Regions from separate parts of the Oryctolagus cuniculus genome. Here region 1 is linked to region 2. A link is a contact called in public Micro-C data. All regions are on one chromosome and are shown on one strand. Each heading gives the region's core, a stretch centred on a gene start, on an enhancer-like site or on the middle of the called end of the contact. The rest is flanking DNA. Distances are from core to core; before and after follow the strand shown. Region 1 holds the start of FZD7 (frizzled class receptor 7). Region 2 overlaps KIAA2012 (KIAA2012 ortholog).

Region 1 (5,934 bases), core at 2,511-5,010, 110 kb after region 2:
TATGCTTTTCCTTTTATCTTGAAGGATCCAAATTGAAGAGAGAAAAAAAAATGAGAAAGAAAACCTACATGTAGGCTTATAGCAAGAAAAATAAATGAAGGGAAGATTTCCCTGAACATGTGAACAGAGCTTGTTGGATCATGTGTTCTGAATTAAACTGACTTAAAACAAACAATAAAACATCCTTAGGTTTCCTTCAGCCAAGTCAGAACCTCTGGCTGAACCGGGTATGGAAGCACACCCTCCCTCACTTTTCCTTAAAAAGGAATGTTTATCTCAACCCAATTACCAACCAAAGGGAAACCTCCGATTTGCCCCGCTTTGCCTGTAAAAGTTGCCGTCTTCACAGTTATGCCTTTCCACAGGGAGACACTTTGGTTTCCTCTTTTGTCTCTTACAACAAAGACAAGGGGGAAAAATGCATTCCTGTTTTGAAAAGCAACAAGTCATCACTTCTTTTCAGGGTACTAAACTAAATAAAACGCCCTCCTTTCGGCTGCAGGCCCTGCCCCCGCCCCCGGCCTCATCCTGAAACCTTCTCGGCACTTCTTTAGCTCCCTAGCTTTCGGGCTCTTAGCAGGCAGGGCTCCCAGCACTTCCAAATGCCTATTTTACAAGTCCCGAAAGGGGCTGAGGAGGAAAACCAGGCGGGAGGGGGCAGGGGAGGCCAGCGTGTAGCGTCTGACCCTGGAAATTAACCCATCTGGGCTCCAGTTTGGCCCCAGTGAAAAGAGATTATGGTTTGACCACCGCTTGACAAGAACACTGCAGGAGGCCCCCCTCTTCCCAACAAAGCGGCCGCTCCCGCGGGGCCGCTCGGCAGTGAGGACCGGCCACTTGCCTTGCAGCAGGGGATGGCTCTCGGCCCGCCCGGCCTGCAGCCAGCAAGAACTCAGAGCAGTCTCTCCCGGTCTTGGTCTTCTCCAGGGGCCCACGCCGGCCCGTACCGTTCACCACCACCACCACCATCATCATCAGCCTGAAAGTCTTTGCCAGAAGTCTGTTGATCCAAACCACTTTCCACTAAGGCCTCCTTTCCAACCCCCACCTCCGCGGCCCCCACCCCAATTCTGCAAACAACTCGCTCCCCGGTCGTTTCCCGGTGGAGGGAAAGGTGGTGACCAAAACAAGCCCCCCTACCCACCCGACAGTTCTCTCCCGGCGGCGCCTCCCCCCCCCACCACCACTCACAGCGGGTGGGCGCGGGCAGGGTGTGGGGGAGGGGCCGGGGCTCATACCGCAGTCTCCCCCTTGCTGCTGTGGCTGAGTCTGTGGTAGAAGCGGCGCCACGACTGCAGGGTCTTGCCCGACCAGATCCAGAAGCCCGTGGTGATGCCCACGATCATGGTCATCAGGTACTTGATCATGAAGACCGTGAAGTCGGGGCTCATGGGCGGGAAGTGGCCGGGCGGGCAGGGCACGGCATAGCTCTTGCACGTCTGCAGGAGCCAGGTGCGCTCCCAGTGCTCGCGGAAGGCCTGCTCGTAGAAGTAGCAGGCCAGCACGATGGTGGCGGGCACGGTGTAGAGCACCGAGAACACGCCGATGCGCACCATCAGCTTCTCCAGCTTCTCCGTCTTGGTGCCGTCGTGCTTCATGATGGTGCGGATGCGGAAGAGCGACACGAAGCCGGCCAGCAGGAAGGAGGTGCCGATGAAGAGGTAGACGAAGAGCGGCGCCAGCACGAAGCCCCGCAGCGCGTCCACGCTCGAGAGGCCCACGTAGCACACGCCGCTGAGCAGGTCCCCGTCCACCTGGCCCATGGCCAGGATGGTGATGGTCTTGACGGCCGGCACGGCCCACGCGGCCAGGTGGAAGTACTGCGAGTTGGCCTCGATGGCCTCGTGGCCCCACTTCATGCCGGCCGCCAGGAACCAGGTGAGCGACAGGATGACCCACCAGATGGAGCTGGCCATGCCGAAGAAGTAGAGCACCATGAAGAGGATGGTGCAGCCCTCCTTCTTGGTGCCCTGCGCCACCGTGCGGTAGCCGTCGTCCGAGAAGCGCTCCACGCACACGGCGCGGTCCTCCAGCAGGAAGCCCGCCACGTGCGCCACGGCCACCATGAAGTAGCAGCCCGACAGGAAGATGATGGGCCGCTCTGGGTAGCTGAAGCGCCGCATGTCCACCAGGTAGGTGAGCACGGTGAAGAGGGTCGAGGCGCAGCACAGCACGGACCACACGCCCACCCAGAGGCGGGCGAAGCGCCTCTCCTCCTCCTTGAAGTACATGAGGCCGTTGGCACGGCCCGGCTCGCAAGGGGCGCCACAGTCGCGCTCGCCCAGGAAGCGGTAGCCCAGGTAGGGGGGCACCTTGAGCTGGCGCGGGCACGAGAAGGGGAAGGCGGCGCGGCCCCTGCCGTCCGCAGCCCCCGGGGGCAGCGCGGTGAAGGGCGGGTCCGGCAGGTAGGGCGCCGTGGGGTAGGCGGTGGGGCCGCCGCCGGGGCCTCCGGAGCCGTCGGACGTGTTCTGGCCCACGCAGATCTCGCCGGCGCCGTGCACCGGGAAGTTCTCGCAGCGCAGCCGCTCGGGCCACTGGAAGCCGAACTTGTTCATGAGTGCCTCGCAGCCCTGGCGCGCGCGCTCGCACAGAGAGCGGCAGGGCGGGATGGCCTGATCGAGCACGGTGCACACGGGCGCGTACATGGAGCACAGGAAGAAGCGCAGCTCGGGCGAGCACTGCACCTTCACCAGCGGGTAGAACTGGTGCACCTCGAGGCCCGCGTCCTCCTGGTTCGTGTGGCCCAGCAGGTTGGGCAGGATGGTCTGGTTGTAGGCGATGTCCGTGCACAGCGGGATGGAGATGGGCTGGCAGAAGCCGTGGTCCGGCACCGAGATGCCCTTCTCGCCGTGGTAGGGCTGCGCCCCGGCGCCCGCGGGCAGCGCGCCCAGCAGCGCCAGCACCAGGGCGCACAGGCCCAGGGGCGAACGCGACGCGGCCGCGCCGGGGCCCCGCATCGCCGGCCGCGAGTGCAGCGACGCTCTCAGCCCAGGGAGTGCGATGAGGCGGCTGGGAGAGGCTTGGATGCCGGGAGGCGCCGCCGCGCCCGGCGCATGAGAGTCCTCCCGGCGCCGGGGCCGGGCCGTGGGCGGCGCGGAGCCGAGGGAGCTGCCGCTGGGGTGCCCGCGCCGCGGGGGCGCCGCAGCCGCCTCCGCCCGGCGCTCGCGCGGCCGCCGGGGGCCCAAACGCGTCAGTCTGGGCCGGGGGCGCGGAGGGGGACGGCCTGGCCCTCTCTGCGGGGACGTAACGGTGCGCCTTTCTCTGCGGCGAGGAGCAACAAGCGTCTCCGGCTCCCCTTCAAAGTTTGCCGAAGTCTCTCGAACCCTCCCCCCAACCCAACCCAGCGCACACGGACGCGCACGCCCCCCACTCCAAGTCCGGCCCCCGCCAGGTCAGAGCCGGCGCCGCCGCCGCCGCCTGCTCGCCGGGGCCGCCGCCTCGGAGGTGCTGCTCCGCCTCCTCGCCTCGAGGCTCGGCTCGCCACCGCCTCCTTCGCCTCCTCCTCCACGCCCCGCGCCTTCTTCGGCCCCAAGTTTCAGCCCCAAACGGCTGGCTCTCGCTGAGTCCCACCGGCGCCTCAGAGCCTGGAGCCCGGCGACTTCTGCTGCAAGCACAGTCACTCGGCGTCTGAAGCGGCGAGGCCCCTGTGCCCGCGGCCTGGCCCCGGCCTCTCCGGCCTCGCGCAGCCCCGGCCCCCGAGTCCCGGCGCCCGCCGCCGCCAGCCGCCGGGAGGGAGCGCCGAGTAACGCCTGGGAGCCGCGCCGGTGGCCAGAAGAAGCGTCGGGCTCGCAGCGCTCCGGCCGACCCGCCCCCTCCCCTCCCCCCATTCACAAACCACTCAGGGGGCGGTGCCCGCGCCCCGGCGCGGCCCAATGGTGGCCTTTGTTTTCTCTGGGGCCGCCTCTGGATTGGGTGGAAGTCGGAAGGGGCGGGCAAGGGAACGGGGGTGGGGGGAGGCGGTGACTGCTGCGCTCTGGGCGGATTCCTGAGGGGAGGGGCGGGGGACTGGGAGGGAAAAGTTGGGAAAAACTTTTACCCTGCATTGGCTCAGGGGAGAAAAACGCACCAGAAAGGGAATTTACTTGAAAGATTTGTTCCTCTTCCGGGTGCACTAAACACACATTCCTGAGCAGAAGGGCTCATTCGCCTCAGAGTCGAGAATAGCGCCGCGCCACGGCCGGGGAGCGGGGGCCCGGAGCCGCTTCAGTCGCTTCCCGGCTGGAAACGCTGAGCTTTGGCGGGGGCTTTGGGTGGCGGGATCCTAAGCGTGCGGATCCGGACGGGGTGGGAAGGGGGCGCGCCTTGCGGATTGCTTTTCTCCCTCCGGAGCCGGGCAGACCGCGTAAGGCTGCGGTCCCCTCGCACCCCCTCCCCCGGTTGTAAAAAGGAGGAGGGGTGGCCTCGGAGGAGAAATCGGCGGCAGCCGTGGGGGCCGAGAGCGAAGGCGGGAGGAAGTGCAGACCCTCGAGGAGCGGGTCCGGCGCGGGACTCCAGGCGCGGGGCCCCGGGCCGTCCCGCCCGCGCTCCTCCCGGCCCGGGAGTCCGCCGCCCGCTGAGGTGGCCGCGGCGAGGCCGTAGGAAACGGGGCCGGCCCGAGTGCCCGGCACACTCCGTACGACTCGCAGAGCCTCTGCCGGGGCCCTGTGCCCCTTACTTCTGTGGGCCTGTGGCCTGGGGGTGGGACCCGTCTCCGTTGCGGGAGCATGATCTGATCCTCCATTTGGAATCTGCCCAGGAAAGTTGCCATGCGTGTCAGAAACCAGGGCCGCTGCTCCTGAACGCGTTCTCCAGACCCGGAGAGGGGCTCCCCTTGTTCTCGGGAGCGCCTCCGGACTGGCGAGCGTTCTTTTGTTCTCGGTAAACCTTCCTCCTGCCTCAGGCGCGGGGCGCTCGCGGGGTCGCAAGTGGCCAGAGGGCCTCCCGGTTCTCTCGGGGCGGCCGAGTATAGCGGGGATTCCAGGCGGGAAAGTGACTTCAGTGACATGTTTAGGAAGAAAAAAAAAATCAAAATACTGCCGCCCCCCCGCCCCCCTCCCCCCCCCCCAGTCGCCGCCGAGCCTCTGTTTCATCCTCTGCTTTTCAAATCGTTATCCGGGCCGGCCCCTCGGCCCGCGCTCCCAGCGGGTTCCGATCGAGCTGAACGCCGCCGGCCGAGGGTGCTGCCCCCAGTGCGCTTCTTCTCCTGCAAGGAGAAAAACTGATCCTGAAATCGCTACCGAGTTCGTGGGGTTGCCCTCCATGGGGACATCGGCGCCCTTCGTTTTGCCACTGAGGTTCGCTGGACACCCTGCCTTCCACTTGACGGCTCTGCGTCGCTTGCGGCTGCTGTCGGTGGGTCCAGACCCGAAGCCCTCGGAGGTAGCTAGTGTGTCCTCCCTGCGGCCCCTACGGCACCCCTTCCCTCTCAGACTGGTTTTGATCCCTCCCCCCACTTTGGTGATATGAAGAGCAATAGAACAGTATTCCTCCCTTGTATTTTTTTCAAGGGCTCTCCTTTTCCTTTCTAAACTATTTCCTTGTGCCCTAACATCCAGGAGTGTTGCGGTTTCGGAGAGGACGCAGTTTAAAGACAATGGGGCGGCTCTGCTTTGTCATTTAAAGTGTGTGTGGTGGGAGCTTCGATTCCTTTTTTTCTGTCTGTGAGCTCCAGGATAGCCTCCTTTCCTGAATCAGATTTTCATGCTTATTCATCAGGCCGCTGATCTAAGTCATCTTTGCTTATCGAGAGAGAAATACCAAGCTCTGCCATCACATAAAATGAAAACTGACAAGATAAAATACCATCTCCAGTGCAGCTAAAACCAGTGTAGCTGGTGAACTGCGACTCCTCCTGTTATCGCCCCAGATACCTCCGGTGTTGGGGAGGAGGGGTACTACTTTAGAAAGAAAAAAGAAAACCCTTAAAAATAACAGCCTATGCATGAGATGCAGAAA
Region 2 (6,480 bases), core at 1,841-4,340:
GCTTGCATATTGTATGCTTGCTGCAGACCCACACACTGTGATTTCTAGATCTTTTTAAGCCAGACTTCAATTAAACCCCGCTCTTTGCAGGATCCAGCCTTCCTTCTTACAGGGAGCATTTAGAAAAAAGGCAACCCAATGGGGGAAAAATAAAATTCAACCCAACGCGTCCCTAATTTCTCATAAAGATGATTGCACTTTTTGTTTTCTTACAGTTTTTTTTTTTTTACATAGTTGGAGTCATAATTGACTTATTTTGCTTTCCACTTTTAAAATGTTAAATCTGTGGCTCTCAACAAGGGGTGATGCTGCTCCTCTGGGGACATTTAACACGGTCTAGAAGCATTTTTGATGATTACAACTGGGGTGGCACCGAGTTGGGGACAACCAGGGACACTGCTCTACTTCCCACAATGCACTGGAAAGCTCCTCCAAAGCAAAAGAACACCTGGGCCCAAATGTCAGAGGTGTGGAGATTAAGAAACGCTGTGTTCGATCGTTAGTTTAAAATGAGTTTCTACTGTAAAACTTGTTCTCAAGCAGTTTTTTTGGTGTGTGTGCGCAAATTGCTGAAATCTTCACTTAGTATAGAGTTGGTCTTCTGTGCATAAAGTTAATGGAAAATGAATTTTAATGGAGAATGGGACAGGGAATGGGAGAGGGAGGAGGAGGTGGGGTGAGAGTGGGGGTGGGGGGTATGGTGGGAAGAATCACTGTACTCCTAAAGTTGTACTTATGAAATTTGTACTCATTAAATAAAAGGTTTCTTTGGGAAAAAATAAAAGTAAAAAAAAAAATAAAATGAGTTTCTAGTAGGGTCGGCGCTGTGGTGTAGTGGGTGGAGTGGCCTGCAGCGCTTGGCATCCCATATGGGCGCCGGTTCTAGTCCCGGCTGCTCTATTTCTGATCCAGCTCTCTGCTGTGGCCTGGGAAAGCAGTGGAAGATGGCCCAAGTCCTTGAGCCCCTGCAACCTGTGTGGGAGACCTGGAGGAAGCTCCAGGCTTCTGGCTTCAGCCCAGCTCTGGCTGTTGCGGCCATCTGGGGAGTGAGCCAGCTTGGCAATGGAGGCCTGACCTCTCTCTCTCTGCCTCTCTGTAACTCTGCTTTTCAAATAAATACATCTTTAAATAAAAAATGAGTTTCTAGTTTGAACACTCACCCTTTTTAAGGGTTGAATCAAACCCCCTCGTTGAGAGGGCTCTGTTGGCACTGAGGTCATCGTTTCCCTGAGCTCAGACTCCTAGGCTGTTTCTAATTTCCGCTGCTATAGATAATGCTGCAATGGACATCCTCACTCACTTTCCTCTGCTCCATTATTTCCTTAGGGTAAGTTCCCAGAAGTCAGAAATGTGGAATCAATGTGTGTGGGTACATCTTCGCATTTCAATACAACTCACGAGTCATATCAGCATTTTGCTCAACAAATGTGGTGCAGTGGGTTAAAGCCCCAGCCTGCAGCGCTGGCATCACATATGGACCCCGGTTCGAGTCCTGGTTGCTCCATCCAGCTCCCTACTTATGTGCCTGGGAAAGCAGAGGAAAGCAGCGGGAGATGGCTCAAGTCCTTGGGCTCCTGCACCCACGTCAGAGACCCAGAAAAAGCTCCTGGCTTTGGATTGACCCAGCTCCAGCCATGGCAGCCATTTGGGGAGGGAACCAGTAGATGGAAGACCCTCTGTCTCTACATCTCTCTGTAAGTCTCTTTCACATAAAGAAAACAAATCTTAGAAAAAAAAAAAAAAGAAAAACAAATGGGTTGCACCAAATTACCATCTGCCAGAAGTGAAAGTGTCCTAGTTTTACCCAAACCTTGGCAGCACTGGGTGTTACCATTAAAAACCATGGGAGGAGGCATGAATCTCAAGTATAAAAATAGTATCTCTAGTTTGTCTCAATAGGCATTTAAATTGCTACGCAGGATGAGCCATTTTGCCATATTTGTTTTCCCATATTATTTTTTGATTTGAATTGCTCATGTCGTTTGCTTATTTTTCTAACTGGTTCTCCATGTTTGCATTTTAAAATGGAATGCAACCTTTACTGCACACACGTAGTAATGTTGAAGGCAGTGCAGTCACTTTTTGTTTTGGTTTTCTTTCTCCCGGCATGGCAGCGCTGTCTAATGCTTCCTTCTGGAATTTTCGTTTACCCCTTCAGTACTCTCGCTGCCGGGCACGGTCACTTTCTCTCCCCTGCGGCCTCCACACACGGAGAGGGAAAGCTTGTGGAGCCATTCCTGTCGGTGACCCAAGTGGGAGCAAGACTCCGCTCTGAAGCCATCCCTTAATCAAACGAAGGGCCAGAGGAGGAGCCGCAAGGCTGAAAGGGAAACGGATCCGCACAACACCGAATGCTGCGAGGAGTCTGAAAGACCTGCATTCAAGAAAGGGCACGGTACCTCCAGGACTCGCGAGCAGCCGGGGCTCCACGTGCAGCTATTAATATGCAAAAAATGCCTTCATAAATACTTGATTCTGGTCACAGTGGGGAGGCAGCGCATTTGAAAGAGGAAATGGGAGCTTGGAGTTGAAACATGTCTGCTTGGCTCCTTTGGCTTTTTTCATTGCTCTTTTCATCTCCACATTTCCCTTGTAGCTTTCTTCCCCCGCCTCCCCTCCCCACCCCTCGCCCCTCCGACTGCAGCCCCTCTTCCAAACTCCGGGGAAGTTGCTGATTCAGTTGTTGCTCGCACTTCGCTCGACGGATTTCCCTTGGCCGCGGCCCGGATCCCCGGCCCAGGCGTGGAGGGGCTGCCAGGGGAGCTCCGGCCGGCAGCTCGCCACCCGCGCGCTAGGGATCCGAGCGCCAGCTCCACGCTCGCCCACGGCCGCCGCGGGGAGACCGAGCCGCAGTTTCCGATCCCGCCAGCAGGAGGCACCCGGAGGCGGCCTGCAGAGCTGGGCAACTGCGCGGCCCCAGCTTTGTAGGCTCAACCCCCTGCCAGGGATCCTTTTCCAGTTCCAGCCCTGTGACTTCTGAAAGGGTGCTGATACCAAAATACTCCACCTTTGGGATTTCCGCCCCCCAGCGGGCACTGTGATTAAAAATAAAACGAAGGCTTTTTTTTGCCCCCTGTGGCTGAGCTCAGGGAGACTGGGGCGGAGGAGTGGGGAGGGTCCACGGTGGGCGGTATCTTCGCCCGCAGCAGACTGGGGCGGCCCCGGGGGGCAGCGACCTGCCGCCTTCGCCAGTGGCCCATCAAGGTAGGGAACTGAATGAAGTCTGCTGGGCAGAAATTTGTTTCTAAATCCTTTCCAGATGCTCTGTAGTAAACATGAAATTAGTCATTTACGTGGAGTAGGTTGAGGAAGTAGTTAAGATGGAGGCCAGTGATTAATCTAATAAAGGGCCATTAGCCTGCAGAAGCCAACGGCGTGAGGGAGGCCAGGAAGACGCCGGTCGCTGCCCGCCCAGCCCGCTGTCTCTGGGTTGGGGGCCGGCGGTGGCCTCTCTTTGCCCGTCCAGGGCTTTTCTGTCTGGCTTCTTTCTGAAGGAATTCGGACTGCCCAGCTGGTTCCGGTGGGCACAGGCCCTCCACGGCAGGTGGGCTTGCCACAGCCTCGCAGGGAAAAGCCGTGTTTAGGGTCTGGGGACCCTAGGCTTCGCGGACCTCATCTGGCATGGCTTAGCCTCTCTTTCACCCAGCTGTTGCCAGGTCCCCCAGAGCTGTGTGTACCTGGGGTGTGGGAGGCATGGGCAAGGCCAGTGTCCTCGGCAGCCAGCGGGGAGGGGAGCTCAGGTGTGGAGCACCTCACAGGGGGCCTGAGCCGTCCCCGGGGGGAGAGGGGGCCCACAGAACCCAGCTCAGGCACACAGATGAAAACAAACTCAGGAGAAAGCCCGGCTGTGCCAGGAAATCGGAGAGGAGGATGATGGGGAGATGATGGCGCCAGAGGCTAGCACGCAGCAAGGAGAGAGACCCCAGAGCCCCCTGGAGCTGCGTGTGCCGCTTGTGCCTCAGGTTTTCTGAGACCCTGGTTTCGGCTCCAGGAAGTCCCGAGTGGGCTTTCTAAAGAGAATCTGAAGACAGGCTCAGCCTCAAAGCTTCCAATGAAGTAACAAACTTATAAATATTTGTGAACACAAGTCTTTGAACCACTAACCCACCCAGATGAAGCGTTTTCCTCCCTTCTTCAGGATTATCCTTGGATTTCTTTTCCTGATTGCTAATTTTCTCTCCCCTTTGGGAACGGAAGCCGGGGCTCCCTGAGTTTCTGTGTCACCGTATCTTTTTCTGACCTGATCTCTGACTTCTGCAAAAGTCCGGGAAAGTCGGACGATACAGTAGCCCTCTCTTACCTGCGTCTTGCTTTCTGTGGTTTCAGTTACCCAAGGAAGATTCTGGAACTAAAGCACATGTTTGAAACTGTGTGCCATTTTGAGTGGCCTGATAAAATCTCACGCTGCCCGGTATGGCCCCACTCAGCATGCGAATCATCCCTCTGTCCGGCGGGTCTGCGCTGTATACTCCACCTGCCCGTTAGTCTTTCAGTGGCCACCTCCATTGTCGGGTGCCCTGTCAAGGTATCGCACTGCTTGTGTTCCAGTAATCCTTATGCTACTTCACAGTGGCCCCAGAGTGCACGCGGAGTGACGCTGGCAATTTGTTCATGCCAAAGAGAAGACTTAACGTGCTTTCTTTAAGTGAAAAGCACACATGTCTAAGGGAAGAGAGTCTGTATAGCGCTGGGTGCTATCCATGGCTTTAGGCATTCCCTGAGGGCCTTGCGACGCATCCTGCATGGGTAAGGGAACTACGGTAAGGTAGGAGTTGGGTTCCGACATCCCAGGTCTAACAGCAAAGGGGCCACTGTGATGTCTTCTGCTTGCCTCACTTCACTGTTAGGCTCACGAGGCCCAGGGAAGCCTGAGCAAGGGTCTCACCTAGGATCACACAGCAAGCTTCACGCTCGTTCACAACCAGCACTGTACCTGCTCCTCTGTCGTCTGGGTCAAAGGTGAGGTTTCAAAAAGATCCACGTGAAGACTAGTTCTGGATTCAATGTTTGCTGTGGTGAAAAATGAGAGAGAAGAAGGATCAAGGTTGTCAGATCTAGGTCTCATGAATGTTTATCTATATCATACACATACACGGCTAGTATATATGCACATAAGGTTATAAGCATGTCCACACTGGTGGCACTCATGTGGACTCCCCGAGAGAGCCATCTCCAGGTGTAGTCTAAGGAGCGTGTTAAATAGGCTACCCCGATCTTATGCTCAGGTTATAGCTTTCTTGTTTTGGTTGCTCTTGAAAAGAAACAGTAAATTCTTTGTGCTATTAAAATTCATATACAGCTGAAATTAAAAAGGAAATATTGATGGAGGAAAACCTGCTGATGCTGGTGAATATGAATTTTGTATGTTCGCTCTCCACTGAAGTAGGAAAATGCTTCTGCCACCTTCCAGATAGAGAGATCACAGACTCGCCTTTCCCCTTGTAATGTGGAGGGGCAGCAGGAGAGGCAGAAACATGACACAGAGGCCCAGGCCAAGGTGGGGCCTTGGGAGGGGAAGGGATTCACAGGGGCCGGGCACCTGCGCCATGTGGACCGGACATGATGTAGGCGTGTGCTCCCCACGGCACCGGGCTGCGGTCGGTGTCATCACTATTTCCCGCGGGCGTGGAAGCTGAGGCCGATAAGGTTGAACAACTCACCGACGCTGTACAACCAGGGAGGTTTTGAGTCCATGATGTGTAAAAGGATGGGATTTATTTCATCTTTCTCCCGCCTCCCCAAGAAATTAATGTTTATAAAGGAAAGTTGATTTGAGGACTAGATTTAGCGAAGCTCATGGCTCTACTGACAAGGATTTTGGTCCCTTCTATGGGACCAGCGTCCAACAAGCTGTTCTGCTCCTAGACGGTACTTGTAAGTAGCTCTAGTGAGAGCCTGTGACCGTCTGGGGCTCCGCATCTGGGTCTCTTTGACCTGAAGCCTCCACTCCTTCCTCTTGGGCTGACCTTCCCTTCCCTGGTGTTTCTCAGCTGTCTTCTTTGAAAACGCCTTCTGCCTCGCTGTAATGTATTTCTTCTTTAACTCAGCTTGGGGGAAACCGAGGCCCGGTTTCACGCCCTTGGCTCAATGCAAGCCCAGGACCCAGAACCCAGACATCCTGCCTGAGTCTCATCCTCTCTCCTCCGCACCGCATTCCCTCCTGTTGGCTTCACTTGAACTTGCCACATCACAGCTGCTTGGCCACGGTCCCTCTTCCGGACAGATCTAGCCGAGCAGAACTGTGTTGCGATGTGGTTCACTTCACTGTGGCTTGGAAGGAACCACGAGTCTCTTAGAAAGGAAACTTATAAATTCTAATGCATAAGGAAACTTCTTGCGACACCAGGAGAATGAATCAGTCAGCCAGAGTTCAAGAAATATAAACACGTTTTTAGATAGGAGACTGAAAAATCACTTAGGACTTCTCCATCTCTTGGGTCAAGACCTTGGTAATTTACTGAGGTCCAAGCTGTCAAGGAG

Evidence for each region. Hi-C and Micro-C count contacts between places; a contact is called where the count stands out from the background.
Region 1: a contact with region 2 is called in a Micro-C map of ear pinna, with 4 times the contacts expected there. The contact joins the promoter of FZD7 here to the enhancer-like site in region 2. A contact is called at or near these places in 3 of 6 Hi-C or Micro-C datasets (ear pinna, psoas muscle and skin fibroblasts).

Annotation. Positions count from the first base shown.
Region 1 is chr3:37,923,875-37,929,808 of mOryCun1.1, forward strand. FZD7 (frizzled class receptor 7) reads right to left here and starts at 3,761. Exons shown (of 1, transcript XM_051848296.2): 1 at 1-3,761. The coding sequence starts at 2,957. The coding sequence ends at 1,233.
Region 2 is chr3:37,816,146-37,822,625 of mOryCun1.1, forward strand. It overlaps KIAA2012 (KIAA2012 ortholog), which reads right to left. Exons shown (of 19, transcript XM_070069872.1): 9 at 4,934-5,010. Among named protein-coding and RNA genes, the nearest start is that of KIAA2012, 39 kb to the right of the region's middle. Within about 2 kb of position 3,091, at least 3 of the 8 cell types and tissues checked have an H3K27ac peak or open chromatin away from gene starts, as enhancers often do. A contact at or near this core is called in ear pinna, where this site is marked.